Regions from separate parts of the Sorghum bicolor genome. Here region 1 is linked to region 2. A link is a contact called in public HiCAR-type data. All regions are on one chromosome and are shown on one strand. The core of a region is the stretch at or near the end of the contact, and the rest is flanking DNA. Distances in the headings are between cores, read along the strand shown.

Evidence for each region. HiCAR-type assays count read pairs that join an accessible place to other places.
Region 1: a HiCAR-type map of leaf shows a contact between it and region 2, with 6 times the contacts expected there. The contact joins the promoter of LOC8055130 here to the promoter of LOC8086288 in region 2. A contact is called at or near these places in 1 of 4 Hi-C or Micro-C datasets (leaf mesophyll) and 1 of 1 datasets of contacts at active chromatin or transcription factors (leaf).

The regions. Positions count from the first base shown.
Region 1 is chr1:55,809,718-55,812,975 of Sorghum_bicolor_NCBIv3, reverse strand. LOC8055130 (histone H3) reads right to left here and starts at 1,459. Exons shown (of 6, transcript XM_002464826.2): 1 at 1,131-1,459; 2 at 694-868.
Region 2 is chr1:55,679,090-55,682,236 of Sorghum_bicolor_NCBIv3, reverse strand. It overlaps LOC8086288 (probable inactive shikimate kinase like 2, chloroplastic), which reads left to right and starts at 1,884. Exons shown (of 8, transcript XM_002467382.2): 1 at 1,884-2,222; 2 at 2,995-3,147. The coding sequence starts at 1,974. It overlaps LOC110431751 (a long non-coding RNA gene), which reads right to left. Exons shown (of 4, transcript XR_002449194.1): 4 at 1,999-2,077. It overlaps LOC8086289 (lysine-specific demethylase JMJ706), which reads left to right. Exons shown (of 11, transcript XM_021449953.1): 11 at 1-633. The coding sequence ends at 113.

The DNA of each region.
Region 1 (3,258 bases), core at 210-2,709, 130 kb before region 2:
ATGTAAATAAGTATGTATCATATATTGACAGAAGTATCCTGCATCAAATTGAAATGTGCACAGAACTACATACTGTCACACACTAGCATTAACTGAGTCATGTAATGTAATAGTATAGGAAAAATAAATTGAGAACACCTATGCAGATAAAGACAGATGTATGAATTGAGATGTGGGAACTACACAGTGCAAATAAAGGCCAATCAGCATGATGTTTCGAGCATTATTGAGCAGAAACCTAATTATTCATCACCTGAATACTAAAGGAACACTAATTATTATTGAGTTGCCGTCTCCTCTGTTACAATATCAGGGTATAACAGTACACAGAAACATGTATATACAGATACAGGGTCAAGAGAACAGAACTGAAAAGTGCAAACAAAATCATGTGCACTTGGTACTCATGCAACGAAATTTATCAACAACAAAAAATGATGAATAAATAACCCTGAGCAGAGTGGGGATATATAGATTACTCTCTAGCGTAATCATATTAGAGTTTGCAATCCATAATTTCACACCATAAAACCCTAGAAACACATATATACTCGTTATAATAGCAACAACCAAGGTCGTCCAAGCACAGCTAGTAATTAATAAGTAGAATAAGCAAACACGAATGAAGAAGATGGATCAAAGTAGTAATCAGTAGAATAAGTTAACACGAAGGGGATGGGTCTATTTAGTTACCTCTCACAGATGGTGTCTGCTAGCAACTGCTACGCTACTGATGATGCCCTTGTAGTCGTAGAGCTATAGGTCCCTCTTCAGCCTCGTGAGCCCGTGATGTAATTTGCCGGGGGGAAGGGGGCGCTATTTATATAGGCACGTACGCGAGAGACGCACGACGGACTCAGGTCGGTTCCTGCATGATCGTTCATCGGGCGGCTCTGATTAGGATGTGCCGCGGATTGGTGTAGGAAAACACTGAATTCTTATTGGCTGGTGGCACTATGACGCGGATTTATCTAATTTAACCACAGCATATACGATTTCCTTCCGTGAGAAAATTGCTATAATGGGACTCCAAACAAATGGCTTCGCTAAAATGACAATCCTATTTCGCTATATGCATAATTGCATATATACGATGAGTAAGGATCAAGCTTGCTAGGTCGAGCGATTACCTTTTTTTCTACCTCGCATCTGAGATCTTCGGCAGGAGTGGGCGGCCGCGGCTCCGGCAGGGGTGGGCGGCGTCGACCCCAGCAGGAACTTCGTCGAGGGTGCGATTGCGAGCCGTGGGCGGGGTCGGAAGCCTTGGCGGGTGAGGGCAAGGAGGGGCAGGGGAGGATCCACCAACATGGCGAGGTATGGCGGCCTCTCCTCCGGCGAGACCCCGTCCCCTCTCCCGACGCGCCCAGACCTGGCAGCCATGGTCGACCTCTGCAGCTCTGGTTTTTGTGCGAGCGCAGTCTCAGACGGAGGAAGAAGACCGCTGCGGAGTGCGGACGAGTGAAGGCCGAACCGCTGAAGAGTTACCGCTGTTGGACCTTTTGGGCCCGTTCACGTGATGAGGACTTGAGAAGCCCACGCGCTTATGGCCCAGGGCCTTGTTTAGTTCCAAAAATTTTTGCAAATCAGGTACTGTAGCACTTTCGTTTGTATTTGACTCATGCACTAACTAGGCTCAAAAGATTTGTCTCATCAATTTCGACCAAACTATGCAATTAGTTTTATTTTCGTCTATATTTAATACTTTATGCACACGTCTAAAAAAAATTTTGCAAAATTTTTTGGGAAGTAAACAAAGAGCAGTTGTAAAGTGAAGAGACGCTCTCTCGGTGATTAGTTCCGTCCACGATAAGGGAAAAAGCACGGTAAGTGAAATTGATCCATTGGAATTAAGATTTGATTGTCTTTGCTGTTGTAGTCTGAAGATTAGGCGATGTTTTAAACTTAGATTTACACCATTCTTTGAATGTTAGTTTGTAGGCTAAAAAAGATACTATGCACAGTTTCATGTCTATATATCTTGTTTAAATAGAATGCTATTTACAAGATTATAGGGGTGTTTAGGACTGCTCCACAAACTCCACCATGGAGCAGCTTCACAAAAAACTAGAGTTTGTGGAGTATCTCTTTAGGTGCTCTCACAACTCCACATTTTTTTCTCGAACTGAGTGCGTGAAGCTGAAACCGTTTGGCTAAAAAACGTGGAGCGGAGCTGAAAAACGTGGAGCAGAGCAGTGCCAAACACCCCCCATGCCATAGTTTATAAGATTATCCGGTTTAATTAGACTTAATGGATATACAATGCATATTACCACTAAGCAAATGGCGTTGCGAAATGATCTAATGCAATAAACCAATGTGTGTGTGGGGTAATAACTCCTACTGCCACGATATATATGCATGACAGTAGCTTTTACTGCCACGAAATATATGTGTGGTAAAAACAAAAGCTTGTTGCAATGCTTCTACTGTCGCAATATACAATATTGCCACTATGCGATCCGTTGCAACACCAATCAATTTCAAGGCAAAAATTACATTGCAATTAGCACGGTACTTTCAACAAAACGCAAACCCGTTACAAAGACCTTTCACCACTCGTTTTTATGTTAACGGCCCGCAACGAAAGTGACAATGTGGCAAATGGTAGTTGTTGCCACGATATTCTTTTTTTTTCCATTGCTATAGGGTCGATTTAGGCCTTGTTTACTCCCGTCCAAAAACCCAAAATTTTTCAAGATTCCCCGTCACATCGAATCTTTAAATGCATGCATGGAGTATTAAATATAAACAAAAATAAAAACTAATTACACAGTTTGGTCGGAATTGACGAGACGAATTTTTTGAACCTAGTTAGTCCATATTTAGACAATAATTACCACAAACAAACGAAAGTGTTACAGTGTGATTTAATTTTTTCCTTCAGGAACTAAACAAGGCCTTATACAGGATTTTCCCCAGGCACAAGCGTCGGCATGGACGAGCGCAGCCTTCATCTCAAGAACAGAGGCACAGGGAGAAGAAGGAAAGAAAGAAAGAAGAAAAAACAATGGTGCTTTTGACACTTTATAATCCACTAGAACATTTGGCGCCCTTCCGGCGCCCTACAATGACTTTAAGAACAAAAGTTATTGTCAATACTTAATAAGTATGACTTTTTAGTTACATAGTAACATTAAGATTTAAGCATTACTTTGATATATAAGCTTTGTTGTATCTGGTTTGAACACATAGGAAAACCTTTCTTTCCTAGAATCAAAATTTTCCAAACTCAAATACTCCACTAAGCAACACATAAGG
Region 2 (3,147 bases), core at 635-3,134:
TGAAAATCCGGCTACCTTCTAGTGCCAGTAGGCAGATTGAGCAGCAGGGCAGTTCGGGGCAGAGATTTGCAAGGGAGGACAAGTTGTCGCTTGGTTTTCCACGTACATTTTAGGGAATCACAGGTGCTAACCTCTACTGAGCAGACGAATTCTTTGTTTAGTTGCATTGTTAACTACAAAACGAGGTGACAGAAGAGAGGGATCAGGTGGTGATTGTGGGCAAAGCTGATTTGATTAGCACAGGGGCAGCAGACTGACTTTAGAATTGGCAGCAAAGGAAGTGGCTGGCTAATCGATTCTTTTGTGCAGCAGGGCCTCCAATTTGAGGCCTCTGGGGGCACGCTTAGAAGACACACACGTGACAATATTCTTGTTGCTGGAGGTTCCGTGTCACTGCCGGTGGCTCTTTGATGCCTGGCTGTCAGTGGCAGAAAATTAAAGAGAACCTCGCTACTTTGATTTATCTGCAAGTGTTTAGAGCATGTAGCTAGCTTAGCTGTATATCTCTCTCACTTTGCCTACGGCCTTTCCTTTTTTTTTTTCTTTTGTAATTTCCTGTAAACAGGCGTAGCTGCTACACTATGGCTAACTCTATTCTTTTGTTGGTTTAGCCTGGCGCTGGTTAACGTTCAATTTAATCGCGATTCATTTCCTTTTCGGATGGTTGGTATATGTTCTGGCGTTGCTGCTCTCCTGTGTGGGTAGAGCGGTGATACTGATTTCTGTCAATAGGAACAAGTCGGTTTTTTACAAAAGAGTGGAACAACCCGAAAAACCATTTTACAAAAGAGAGTTTTAGGTGTGCCTAACTGTTAGCTAATTAAAAATTAGCTGTGCATCCAAACAGGAGAGTTTTAGGTGGCCTAATTTTTCTTTGAAGTTTTTAACTACTTGTTAGCCAACCATAGCTAACTTAATTTAATATTATTAGACACAACTACTCCCTCCGTCTTCTAATATAGAGCATTCTAGGAGAATTAAGGAAGAGTATAAAAGACACATGTATCCCGATTTTATTTTCTAATTAGACGCTATCATTAACATGGTCAATGATGATTGGCTGATAAATAGAAAGTATTTAATGTAAAATTGGATAATGCATTATATTTAAGAACAAATTTTGAATGTTAGAATACACTATATTATAGGACGGAAGGAATAGTAACTAGCCACTTGCATTCAAATAGGTCCTAATACAAAACTCGGTAGAAAATTCCGAAATGTGTCATTATTAATTTCACTAGGATACTATAAACATGAACGGGCTGGGGAGAAGTGTGAGTGAATGAGTGATGAGGCAAAGGACGGTTTATCCGGCAGTTAACAGGAAGAACGTTGAGGTCAACTGGTCAACGCAACGTATTCGAGTGAACCGGAACGTGTCATCTTCATCTTCAATCTCTGTTCGCTGGCGTCCCCGGCGCACCTTGTATGACGTTGTCGCCCCCAACCATGCTGCCGGTTCCTGGTGACCACTTTCCATCCTCCGCCGTTGTGGTCTGGTCGGTCGACCGTTCCGACCCGCCTGCCAAACTGGTGCCAACAAGCCATCGACAGCGACGAGATTTTACGATTTTTTTTATCAAATCGAATCTTGCGACACATATTTTGAGTATTAAATATAGATAAAAATAAAAACTAATTATATAATTTATATGTAAATCGCGAGACGAATTTTTTAAATTTAATTACTCTATGATTAAACAATATTTATCAAATAAAAATAAAGTACTATAATATCAAAATTCAAAAACTTTTTAGATCAAACAAGGCCTTGGTTTGGTGGACTCGAGGATGTGGCGACAGGAAGACAAACTAGGGTTTGGGCCTAAATACAAGGCCCAGACCAGCCCAACACACGCACGCACAAATCTTTGCAAGCACACCTACCATCATCGCCTTGGCAGGCGCTGCTGCCTCGGACTCGGACGGCAGACTGGAGCTCTCTGGTGGGAGTTCCACTCCACTCTACAATGAGGATAGGGGCTGGAGCAGCGGCAGCGGCCAACATGGCTGCTTGCTCCTCCGTTCCCTGCTCCTTCCCCACCAAGCCAGACCCTCACCGCCGGGGCCGCAGCTCTCATCTCCCTCGGCTCCCTGCTGCTACCCAGTTTCGTCGGTTTCGATCACTCTCTGCCGCCGCCGCCGCCTCGTCGTCGGCGAGTCGCCTCCGTCCACGAGCCTCCGTGTCCGCGTCGGCCGCCCCGTCCAAGGACTACGAGGCAAGTACTAGTCTCTTATTGGGGATTGCTTACTTGTTTGCCAGCTAACCTTATCTGCTCATGCCCGTAACAATTGGCCAAGTAATCTGCAGTCTGACGCACCAGATTATCGCTTACTCTCCGTTGCTCATTAATTCGTGTACCCAACACTACCGTGTCTCCAAAACCTTTAGCACCGCTTTCTTCCCATTGCCGTTGTTTACTGGAGTAGTTGACTCTGCATAATATTATGTGCTGTCAACGAGTGATACAATTAATCCAGCCCTTGAGAAACTGGTAATGTAATTCCTACTAGTTCAACTGGTAATGTTTCTGAAATGAACAAGAAATCAGCCGAACCTGCCAACCATTCAACAATGTTTTTCTCACAAGAAATCAGCCAACAGTGCCATGGCCCATGGCTTACCAGCTAAATGAACAAGATTTCGAAAGACAACAGAGAATGGTAGTGCAATCATTATCGTTAGCAACATGGAAGTTAACCATGCTCTCCTATGGTTGATTACTCTGTGTTTCTGAAACCAAGTTCAGAGCAAGTTCCAAAACCATCCTCCCCATGCGCACATAAGTAAGTTTAAAGACCACAAGGAAACCAAGTGCAGGATACAAATACAATCGAATCAGATAGAAAAACAATAAACATATTATTTATTGTTTATGAATAACTTACTGCTGTTAATTCATGCCATCGTGCTGAAGAAACTCTATTGGTTGAGCATGGCTCTTCTTGTGGTTTTGACAACAAATAATCACCTGGTATTATTCTGTATAGTTCACTGATGGAAACGGAGAGGTGGAGCTGCGACTGGACATCCAAAAGCTTGGCATAGAGAGTGCAAGAGATGTTTTTGTTGACGTCGATGATACATCCCTATTGATCAGAGCCAAGTCTGACGGGACACTGAGGACTTTGATGAACGTCCAA